Regions from separate parts of the Mus musculus genome. Here regions 2 and 3 are each linked to region 1. Evidence: chromatin contacts called from public HiChIP or PLAC-seq data. All regions are on one chromosome and are shown on one strand. Each heading gives the region's core, a stretch centred on a gene start, on an enhancer-like site or on the middle of the called end of the contact. The rest is flanking DNA. Distances are from core to core; before and after follow the strand shown.

Region 1 (3,733 bases), core at 330-2,829:
TTTCAACCAAATGACTTACTATACTACACTGAAGCAATTCAATCATTTATGCTCCTTTGGGTCAATTGAGGAAGGAAAGACAATAAAGTTCTTTGAGGCGGATGCATGCTGCACACTTGTATTTAAAATGCACCATTAGTACTTTGGGTTCATAGTTTGGGGTAGACTAAAAGTTAATCTTATAATATTGTTTTCAAAAGGAATTTTGAATAAAATACTTCCATTTTTAGAGTAAACATGTCTATCTACATGTAAAATATACCTGACTTTCTCACTTCAAAAGCTGCATCTCTTTTATAAAGTTAAACAATTAGAAAGACTCTCTCATGCTTGTGAAAGTGTTATGGGAGCTTTTGTTTGTGGTGTTAGCAAAAAGTATAAACACTTGAACAAAAGAGTTGTTAAACAAATCACTTTATCCCAATTAAATTAACAACATCATGATTGATAGCATATATAGTTTCAAGATATAAGAAATTTGTCGTGATTAAATTAACGCTCTGGTCAAACTCTACTGTATATTTTGTATATTTCACACTCAGGTGAATATTTATATTATTTATTATTTATTCAGATCTACCTGGAAAGTAGAGTGTGAAGACTCAACTTTTTGCTTATGAGGTGATTTTTAAAAAACCATATTCTGCTAGAACTTAGGTGCTGTTTTGTTTTTATGAACTTCAAACATTGAGGTTATTGTTTAAAATCTTTATTTGAGTTTATCAGTTTTATAAACATCAACAAACTTTCTTTCTATAATTAGACCAAGACAACAGTGCCTCAGGAGTAGCTAACATTCCCACAGCCCTTGCTTAAAATCCCTCCTTGTTTGTAAAGTGAAGTTAGCCACTCTCAGGAAGTTACTTCAGCCCAAATCACCGACCTCCAGACATGCAGTAAGTTTTTCGGTTTTCTCATTTTTTTTTATTTCTTTTTATAAACAAAAATCATTGTTCAGGCATGCAATCTATTACCCATTTTTGCTCTAAAGACCAGCTTCTGAGGACTGAAGACCTGTACCTCAGGAACCTCTCAGCCACCAGCCACGCTATAAAAATAACTTTAAAAAGGAACGAACAATAGGTCTGCAGCAGAAGCCATGAGCTACAGCAAAAACAGATCCTGACCCCTGAGTCCAAAGAATTAACCTAACGAGCATCACGTACCTCACACCATGACCACACCGCTCACAAGTGACGGCAAGTTCAATTTTGGTAACTGTGCTGGCTCAAAACACACAGAAAGAAAGAGAAAACCCTTTCCCCCACAAGTGGGAGGCCGAGGAGGACCACGCATAGCACCGAGAGGCAGGGAAGGTTGCTTTTGTCTTCAGCAGCATTGATTTCATAACCCACAGTCCAGGGAATCAAAAAATTGAAATACACCCACCAACAATGGGTGAGAAACCAGGAGGCCTCCAAGAAGACTGCAGGGAGAAGCTTTCTCGCTCTGTTTTGTGTGCAGTAGCTTAGGGGGAAAATGTCGCGCGGGCAGGAATGACACATGCAGCAGGAGAGGCTAGCGGGCCTAAGAGATCTGCTTTACCTCCACAGCCAGCCCCTAATGCACGCAGCTCCACTCATCCTCTCCTAGGCTTTTTTTTTTTTCCACTTTTTTTTTTCACGAGCTCCAAATCCCCGGCATATGACCTTCTGTTAAATAGATAAAAAAAAAATTGCTTATCAGTCATGCAAATGAGGCTGAATTCATTTTCCACAACAGATGGCCTCATAGATAATGATGATGGAAGAGAGAAAATTGAATGTCTCTCACAAGGTGGCCATGGCAACCGAGAGCAGAATAATATCAATAATAAGCTCACTGCATAATAAGGTTGTCAGTCCTACAAATCAAAGTCTGCAGCTAAATCAGGTATACCACCCCAGCTAGTTACCAGGTATGTATGTGTATGTGTGTGTGTGTGTGTGTGTGTGTGTGTGTGTGTGTGTGTGTGTGTGTGTGTGTGTGTGTGTGTGCATCTATGTATACGCTGACCATGAGAATAACCAGCAGTCCAAGCCACTTAATGTCCAGGGGTGGGGTTGGGGGGGGGCGTAGTTGCTAGATAATGAAATGACGATCCTACAATTTGACAGTTTTTTCTTTTCTTTTCTCTTTCTTTCATTATATTTTCTGCAGTAGCAGATACGGTTTCATGAAGGACCGGCTAACTAGCCATATTGAACTGTGGAGTGAGCCTGTGGGTGAGCTCCCCTCCCGCTAGCCTCCTCCTCACTCTCCCCTCTGTGTGCCCTGCTGCATCCTGCCTAGATGCAAGAGCAGCTCACCCGCCGCCGGAGGCTTCCACCTTGGCTCCCAGGGGGACATCCTGCAAAATGAATCAGCAGCCATCCTGAGCAGGCTGATTAAAATGAAAATGGCAAGGCACATGTCTGGGCGGAACTGGAGCTCGGCTTTGTTGCCTGTCTGACAAGCACGCTCAATATAGCTCTTGCTAATAATGGCTTACTGCCTTTCGGTTTTTAAAAAGGTATCACCCTTTCCTCTTAACCGACTGCTACTCGCGTGTGTGTGTGTGTGTGTGCACGCGCGCGCGCGCGAGCGCGCGTGTGCTTCACATGTGTGTGCCACGGGGGTTGTGGGGGGACGGATTGCTCGATTCTAATTTTCCACTGCTCACATGCAGACAGCCCGCCTGACAACGCTGTTATTTTAAAACTGAACTTAGTTGTCTTTCTTCTGAGGAAAGTGATGGTTAAGTCTTGGATGTGATGTGGAGGTTGACAAAAACAGGGATTTCTAGCCCAAGCCTTAGCCACAGAGCTGGGGGGAGGGGGTCATCTAATGCTTGCCTCTTTGGCTCACAGCCCAAAGCTAGAAGCAGCCCAGGTGAAGCCTGCTCCTGCTTGAAGCTTTTCTACCAGACTGTCTCCATTCTCCGGATCTCATGCAGCATACAGTCTGAACATGGGAAAATAGAAGCCACTGAATGCTGCAGTTGGACAAAGTTTATTGCAAATAAATCTCATTTCTTTTCAAAAATTCCCAGGTGTAACTTGAAAATCCCTTTTTTATAAACCATATTTTTAAATATCTATATCAAAAATTTCAGGTTTTCTTTTTTAAGACATTGGGACATTAAATCATTTCATCTCTCTTCCTCAAAGAACACAAAACAAAACAACAACAAAAACCTCCATACACAAAACAAAAACAGCTTGATTTTTTTAAAAACTCATTTATACTGTGCATTTCCTATCCATTCTACTGCAAGTTAAGGGACCATTCAGTGACATTCTCTCAACTGCTCTCTTGGTAACAGATAAATGATTCTGAGGGAGAGCTACCAGCACTGCTCTTTCTTTATCTTCTCCTGTAATCCCTGCCTCTCTCTGAGCTGTGGCTCTCCTCCTGCTTGGTAGTCATCTTGCGGCACTGTGACTCAGAAATCAATAGAGCTGCCCTGGTGGGGACTCCACTCCACAAGGAGCAAGCTGCTGAGGCTCTGGCTCTCTCTCTCTCTCTCTCTCTCTCTCTCTCTCTCTCTCTCTCTCTCTCTCTCTCTCTCTCTCTCTCTCTTCCTCCTCGTTCCCCTCCTCCCTCCATCTCTCCTCCCCACCCCCAGAACTAATGACGTATGTGCAGCCTTTTCAGCTGATTGGGTACCATATCGGATGTTCTCTGAAGCAAAGAATAGGAATCATTCGGTCAATAGAAAAAAAAATGGGAGCACGAATTCTCCTATGTCCTCAACCCTGGTCCCAGGAGTCCC
Region 2 (3,733 bases), core at 547-3,046, 630 kb after region 1:
GGCTGCAAACCCCTACAGCGCCTTCAGTCCTTTCTCTAACCCCTCTGTGCTCAGTCCAATGGTTGGCTGAGAGCATCTACCTCTGTATTTGTCAGGCTCTGGCAGAGCCTCTCAGGAGACAGCTGTATCAGACTTGGATCATGTTCTGATACAAGTGGTCAGGCATACCTGGGTTAAAGGTTAGCATAGTGCTCACACTGTGTGCTCTTGGGCTCTGAGCAAGTCTCCATCTCCCTAAGCTTCTGCTCCTTGCATTCTTATCACACAGGGACAATCAGAAGCCACCATCTATGACTGAGGGTACACAGCCCTCACCAAACCCCCAAATCTGCCAGAGCCTTGATTTTACTTAGACTTGCAGCCTTCGGAGAAGTATAAAGTGAATTTCTGCTGTCAGGTATCCATGCCTGCTCCTGACATGTACACGCACTGCCCCCTCACACACACACACACACACACACACACACACACACACAGCTGTAGCACTTATGATGAGCAAGGTTGTCATCTTCATACAATTATCTGGGAGACAAGCTCCCAGACATGCCTGTGAGGAAGTTTCTACATTAGGCTGTCTGAGGAGAAGAGGCAGTTCGCCCAGCCAGCACTAGGCCCCAGGACAGAGTGCAAGGTGAATGACACAGACAGAGGCGAGCTAAGCACCAGCGCTCATCACCCTCTGCTTCCTGATTGCAGACACAAAGTGATCAGCTGCCTCAGGCTCCCACACAAGCAGGCCAAGAGAGCAGGCAAGGGTGAAGGAGAGTGGGCCACAGTGGTTCCTCACTGTGGTGGCTGGGTACAGGGATGGCTCAGTAAGGAGCTTATACATCAGAGAGACGGACAGGACAGAAAAGTGTCAAAATCACACACACACACACACACACACACACACACACAAGCGTGCACTGCTGCCTCATGCCCTGACTGAGGGTCCTGAGCTCATGCTGTGGGGACCAAGTCAAGGCTAGCTATCACTGGCTGGGGTGTACTGCAGAGATGGATGGAAGTAAGGTCTCCGAATCCTGCCTCCCCAAGATCCCAGGATCACCATTACAATCTGTTTGTCAATGATAGATAATTTATGACTTCCTAACCCCCACAGTCCATCACTCTGGGAGCCCTGACTGGCAGGCGGGGCCAGCCAGTTACTGTTGGCCAGTGTTCCATGTCCTGGTTGGAAACTCTCCCATGATAAATAAGTATTGATTAACCCCACTGACCCTGGCACTCAGAAAAAGCAGTCCTCTGTGTTGTCCTTCCTTCCGAAGTGACACACTTTCTCTCATGCCTTCAGGACTCCCTGAGGCTGCCTTGTTCTGAAACCCAAAGGCTCAGAGTAACCAAGCCTGCCTTTTGCCACCTGCTCTAGCGTGCCCCAGAACTGCAGACAAGGTCTGTCTTTGCTGTTCTTCCACTTGGCCACTAATGTAAAACTTAGAAGTAGAATGCAACGCTGGCCTCCCATGTATGGTAAACTGAGAGCTCTCCCAAATTGGGGTGTTTCACAGGGAGCTGCATCATGTGAGGGACCAGAAAAGCATTATCCCATTGGGGTGTGGGTGAGGCTGTCTCTGAGCAAAACTTGCTCTCTATGTGGCCTTACTTGAGGGCCCTGCTCAGTAGGACAGAACAGACTGGAACCAGTACAGTCCCCACCACCCCATTTCCTAGTCAGTGTCTATGGGTCATCCCAGGTTAAAGGAAAGGGACCCAGGTGGAAGGGAGGGAGCATGCTTGCCATCACGTGAGTTATCCAGATTGTGCTCTTGATGACACATGGCTTGTAACCAATGAGCCACGTCCTCTACAGCACAGACTTGCCTGGAAGGAAAGCTGTTCTCCAGCCCTGGCACTTCCCAACTGTGTGACCCTATGAGGTAATTAACCTCCAGGAGCCTCCGTTTCCTCAACCATAAAAGGACCATAATGCCTCGTGCTGCCTGGGGCTGTTGAGCAGATTCAGTGTGAACTGTGTGTGCTCACTGGCTCTCTGTCCCAGAAGTTCTCAGCACCCTAGGAGTCATCATCTCATCTTCTCAGCAACCTCACCTTTAGACTGCCTACCCCATCAAACCCAACCTACCATGGTCTAGACACTCTGTGCTGCACCTGGCTAAGAAGGGCGGCAAATGTAACGATGACTCCCCACTGGGGTGCTCAGCCTGGGGAGAAAGGGTCCTGGGCAGCAATACAGACCTCCCCTCTGTCCCTATCTAGTGAGGGTGATGCTAACCTCTGTAAAGAGTGCAATGTACATCCTGGCGTATCATAAATACAGTCCACTGGCCGTTACCACTGTGTAGTAAAGAGATAATGTGAGCTTTCCCTGAATTTCCTTTCTGGTCCCCACCTCTCTTTCTGATGTAACCCTTTCCTAGGCCTGGCATGTCATTGCATATTGACATCAGTTTTATGCAAGGTATTTCCCATAAGCCAAGTTAAACCCTAAGTGAAATGAAGCTAGCTAAAACAAATGAACACACAGTCTCCCACGTCCCCCAGCTTGCCAAGCGCTCTTGTCTTGCAGAGGGGTTCCTATTGATCGCCCTGCTCTCCCTGATCCCTGACCCCTGACCTCTATTCCCCCAAGGAAAGCGCAGATCAGCAGCTTTCCTGCCGCCATCCATAAACCTTGCTGAGTTAGACCCCCATCCTTCTTTCTGATTAGACCTTCCGCTCCGTTTGTCATCCGTCTGGGTGATCTACTTCCCTCCAGTCTGTCAAGTTGCCCCATAACCTCATTCCCAGGGACTTCAATCTCTCAAAACCAGACTCAGATTTATTGTAAAGAACATCCCCGGAATAGAAATTGCCTTGTCTCCCTTTGCGGGAAGATGAAAGCCTACAGGGCCCCTTCCCATGGGCTGCCTTGGTGCCCCACTCCCAACCCCCAGCCCACAGAGTTCAATGAGGCACAGTGACCCTGACACTGTGGTTGGTGACTAACAGACAGTGAGGGTCACAGGGACATGACAGCAAGGTAACACCTCAGCTATGAGGGGATCCCCAAAAGTCAAGAACAGCAGGGCCAAGGCTGAGAAAGACTAACCTTGCTGCGACCTTACTCCATTTCCAGCTGGGACCCATACTATCAGAAGTGCAAGTGGGTAGTACCCAAGATCAGCAGAATTTGTTCAGCGCCGCGCACCCCCATGAGTAAATAAGGTCCTCTGGAAATGGACTTCACTCCACCCAGATGGCTCTGAGCTGATGTGACCTCATCCCCAGAAGCCACACGACATCAGAAGTGTCAATAGAACAACTGGCACATCGTAGATAGCTGGCACTGTCAGCTGGTGAGCCAGGTGTCTAGCTCCCTAGGGTTGCATGGGAAGGTGTGCTGGCTAGTTTCATGTCAACTTGACACAATCTAAAGTCATCTGAGAGAGGGAACCTCAATTAAGAAAATCTCTCCATAAGATCAGGTTGTAGGCAGGCTTGTGAGGCATTTTCCTTAATTAGTGATTAGTAGAGGAGGCCCAGCCCATTGTGGGTGGGACCATCCCTGGGGGTGTGGTCCTGGGTTCTATAAGGAAGTAGGCTGAGTAAGGAATGGAGAGTAAATGAGAAAGCAGCACTCCTCCATAGCCTCTGCATCAGCTCCCGCCTCCCAGTTCCCTGCCCTGTGTGAGCTCCTGTCCTGGCTTCCTTCGCTGATGGACTATAATGTGGAAATATAAGCCAAATAAACCCCTTCCTCCCCAACTTACTTTTTGGTCATGGTGTTTTA
Region 3 (3,733 bases), core at 424-2,923, 510 kb after region 1:
CCCAGTTGAGTTAACACTCGAAACCCCAGTGACCCTGAAGGGACAGTAGGTGTTTCACCTGATTCCTGGGCATGAGGCACCTGTAACTAGCAGCAGCTCCCCATAGATTCGTGGCTTTCAGTCACGTAAGGGCAACACCCTAAGCCCCTCCACTTGTATAGGACCGTGATCACAGGTCACATAGGCTCAAGACAGATCTTCATTTTAATGAAGTACCTAAAGGCCTGGAGGCGTAGCCAATAAACTTTCGTTCCCAGACACTCCTCCCTGCATAAAGTATTTAACCTCAGGCTGCCCTGGGAAGTGGGGTATGGCTTTACTCATCCACTTTCCACCATGACAATAAATGACTTAAAACCATGGACTGCCTCTTTTCATCGGGATCCAATGTCGGGAGCCATGGAGAAAGCCTTTGCCTACAGAGCCACCTACCCATAGAAGGCCTCTCTGCACTCCCAAACACTGCAACCACAAAGCTCAAGCCAAGCCCAAGCCCACCACCACCATAAAGCCAAGGACTCTCCAGGCGGGACCAGCCAGAGCTCCCCCTCTTTCTTCTGACCCTGGGCTAGATCCAGCCCATGGGCCAACTCTCCATTCTCAGCTCTTCCATAGCTTCCAACGGCACCTGGGTGTCTAAGAGCCTGAGAACCAGATGACCCCAGCCTTCTTCCAGGCCGGGGGGGGGGGGGTCCCAAGCCAGCTCTGGCTATCTCGCACCTCAGACTGCACTTTCCCACCCCCAGAGTGGTGTCATGTGTCCTATCAACACTTACACAAGGAGTCTAAGGATCTCACCTGTCCTCGTTCCTATTCTATGAGTCCAGACACAAACCTGCCTGCAGCAACTGTACCGTGGCAGAGTGGACCCCTGTGCAGTCTGCCTACCCCAACTTCAGCCTCCCCTACCAGATCCCACCTCTACACACACTAGATCACTATCGTACAAATACACCATGATGGAGCTTAGGGTCTGTGCTCAGCCTTGAAGCCCTGGCTCTGACTCTCCACACACTGAAATAATTCTCCTGCATTAGAGAGCAATCTGATGCTCTCCCTCCTTAAAACTGACCTGTTTCCAAACCACCCTAAACCTCATTGATAAAGATATCCTAATACATGGGTTCTCTGCTGAGCACCAAGCCACCCTAAGGTCAGAGATAGCAGAACATCTACTGTTGTAGCTCGCATCCCACAGCCCTTGGCACAGACTGACCAAAGAATTTTCATCTTCAGTTTTGAGAGCAAGTATCTGTCATGCGTCCTACCAACACTTACACAAGGAGTCTAAGGACCTCACCTGTCCTCGTTCCTGTTCTGTGAGTCCAGACACAAACCTTGCTACTTTGTTCTTTAAGGTAAATATAAATGCGAGTTCTTTTGTCAAGAAATCTCAAAAGATATGACCATGGAGTCAACTGATTTTTCCATAATAACCATCAAAGTCCTGCAAACTGAAGGATAACATTTGTTCCATTTTCTTTCTAACAATAATAAATTTCCCGATCTTGGGGGGGGGGGAGGAGGCGCTTGGGCCTCTTTCTCATATTCTTCTATCTGAGGAAGGACAGGAACAAAGCTCTGCCTGCAGAGGCGTTTCTATACCCACTCCTAGCCCCTCTCCACCGCAGTGAGCTGGGAGGGAGGCGTACTCTAATTGCAGCCATATCAATCAAAGGGACTGCAGACGGCAGACAGCCTTCCCTGGCTGGAGTTAATTAGAACACTGGCATTTCCCAGACTGTCGGCATAATGAATGCCTAGGAAGATGTGCATGTACGTCCAATGGGTAAATACAGGCTGTCAGACTCCCCCATGAAGCACTCCCAGTCCTGGCAGGCTCTGTCACCTCACATGACCAAGAAGTGACTCATAACCTCCAGATATGCAGACATGCCCTAAGAATCACCCTGCCTTCCATCTGAAATAGGGTCAACTGGCAGGTTCACCTACACAGTCAGCCATGTTTTGTACAACTCTATTCGCAGGAAACATGTGTGCTGACCTTCGCTAATGTGTAACTCTAAACTCAATAACCACACATGTTAACTACCAGGGCACTGAATGAGTACTCTGCTTTTGGTTAGTATCTCATCACTGGGGACGTACTAAACCACTTGCCATTCTTACTTATCCCACAAGGAAAGAATTCAGCCAACATAAATTTGAATACTAATATTGCTAAGATTTTCACTTTAGAATTGAGAGCGTGACCACAGACTGCTAATTTTTCAACCTTTCTCTTGAAAGCATCAGAAAGGGGAGAGGGGTTCAACAAATGAGAACCAGTTGACAAAAGGAAAATGTGCATTATACTACAGAAGAAAAAGGAAAAAGGAAGCCCGAGAGTATTTCTTTGCAAGTTCCCTACACAGGCAACGATAACGAAACATATTGCTAGAAGAATCATCTGCCAAGTCCAAAGGAAGCATCAGGGCACAGGACAGTCACCAATAAAAGACAAGCTATCTTCACGGTGCCTGACCCTGCACAGGCCTTACACAGAGCACGCAACATGCATCGGGTGGTGCCCAGGGAAAAGTCACAAGGCTTCCGGCCTCACTGAAGGGTATAAAAAGTAGGCAGAAAGAAGTTGGTCCAACCTGAATGTGAGGAAGGTAGAGAAGGAAGACCACTGAGGTGCAGGTCTACAGGGAAGTGAGACAGGGTTGGGAATGAAAATGAGAAAAGCGCTGTAAGCGTGGATAGCTCTGGGCACAGGGAGCACAGCTGCGGGAGGAGGAGGAGGGTAGATCAGAAGCAAGAGGAAGAATTAGAGACCCTGGGAGGCTTTACGCAAGAGGAGCTGGAAGGTCGGATTCTCATTCCAAAAATATCCCAAAATAAAAACGTATTTTCACCTCCAGGTCTGGTTTTGCAGACTAGATTATCTTAACTTTCATCCTGAAAATAGCTTACCGGGATGTAGCTAAGATAGCGCACTCCATCCATTAAAATTGTCTGATCTAATCAATGGGGGACTAAGAGCTAGCACAAATATAGCAAGGATGCCCACTCTTGCCATTTCTGCTTCGCACAGTGCTGAGGGGTCTACCAAGATCAATCAGTCACTAATGGGAAAGATTCTCACAAGGTGGCCATTAAAACTGATAAGCAAACTCACAGCATTTGTACGATATGAATTTGCTGCACAAAAATTAGTCACATTTTTATATCACTGACAATTTATCCAAAAATAGAGAAAGAAACCAAAAATATTATGCTGTTTGTAAAAGAATTTTAAAAAGATCCCAGGAATAAGTTTAACCAAGGAGGTCAAAGACACTGAGAACTACAAACCACTGTTAAAGGGCTGGGGAGATGGGTCAGTGATTGCGAGCACTGGCTGCATTTCCAGAGGACATGGGCTCAATTCCTACCACCCAGGTGGCAGCTTGCAACCATCTATAACTCCAGTTCTAAGGAATCCAACACTCTCTTCTGGGCAACATGCATACATACATACATACATACATACATACATACATACATACATACAAGCAAAACACATATAAAATAAAAATCTGTAAGAGCAAAGACATGAAAAGAAAGCAGGAGGGAAGGGAGGGAGGACACACTTTAGCAGGCAACATAGCCCAGGAGCTCCACTCATCCTTGACAGCCTCAGGGGCACGCATGTGAGGCAAGGAGCCCACCCCTCCTCCAGGAACCAGCCATGGCTGTAAGGAGTGTGGAGGAAGCACAAATCCTGTTTCCTATTCTTCCCTTTGCC

Evidence for each region. HiChIP or PLAC-seq counts read pairs in DNA pulled down with a chosen protein or histone mark.
Region 2: a contact with region 1 is called in an H3K4me3 HiChIP or PLAC-seq map of embryonic hindbrain, with 8 times the contacts expected there. The contact joins the enhancer-like site here to the promoter of Myt1l in region 1. A contact is called at or near these places in 6 of 39 promoter capture datasets (the C10 cell line, cranial neural crest, embryonic stem cells and 3 more), 3 of 484 Hi-C or Micro-C datasets (cerebral cortex and nephron progenitors), 9 of 115 datasets of contacts at active chromatin or transcription factors (VIP interneurons, astrocytes, differentiating embryonic stem cells and 6 more) and 1 of 9 other capture datasets (adipose tissue).
Region 3: an H3K4me3 HiChIP or PLAC-seq map of embryonic basal ganglia shows a contact between it and region 1, with 3 times the contacts expected there. The contact joins the enhancer-like site here to the promoter of Myt1l in region 1. A contact is called at or near these places in 3 of 39 promoter capture datasets (the C10 cell line, cranial neural crest and hippocampal neurons), 7 of 115 datasets of contacts at active chromatin or transcription factors (VIP interneurons, astrocytes, embryonic basal ganglia and 4 more) and 1 of 9 other capture datasets (adipose tissue).

Annotation. Positions count from the first base shown.
Region 1 is chr12:29,526,230-29,529,962 of GRCm38.p6, reverse strand. It overlaps Myt1l (myelin transcription factor 1-like), which reads right to left and starts at 1,579. Exons shown (of 25, transcript NM_001093775.1): 1 at 1,167-1,579. It overlaps Gm20208 (a long non-coding RNA gene), which reads left to right. Exons shown (of 4, transcript XR_381405.4): 2 at 1,723-1,897; 3 at 2,140-2,491; 4 at 2,829-3,005.
Region 2 is chr12:28,898,009-28,901,741 of GRCm38.p6, reverse strand. No RefSeq gene overlaps it. Among named protein-coding and RNA genes, the nearest start is that of Gm31508, 10 kb to the left of the region's middle. Within about 2 kb of position 1,796, at least 8 of the 459 cell types and tissues checked have an H3K27ac peak or open chromatin away from gene starts, as enhancers often do.
Region 3 is chr12:29,013,696-29,017,428 of GRCm38.p6, reverse strand. All of the region lies in intron 1 of Gm31508 (predicted gene, 31508), which reads right to left. Among named protein-coding and RNA genes, the nearest start is that of Gm31508, 110 kb to the right of the region's middle. Within about 2 kb of position 1,673, at least 31 of the 459 cell types and tissues checked have an H3K27ac peak or open chromatin away from gene starts, as enhancers often do. A contact at or near this core is called in embryonic basal ganglia and neural tube, where this site is marked.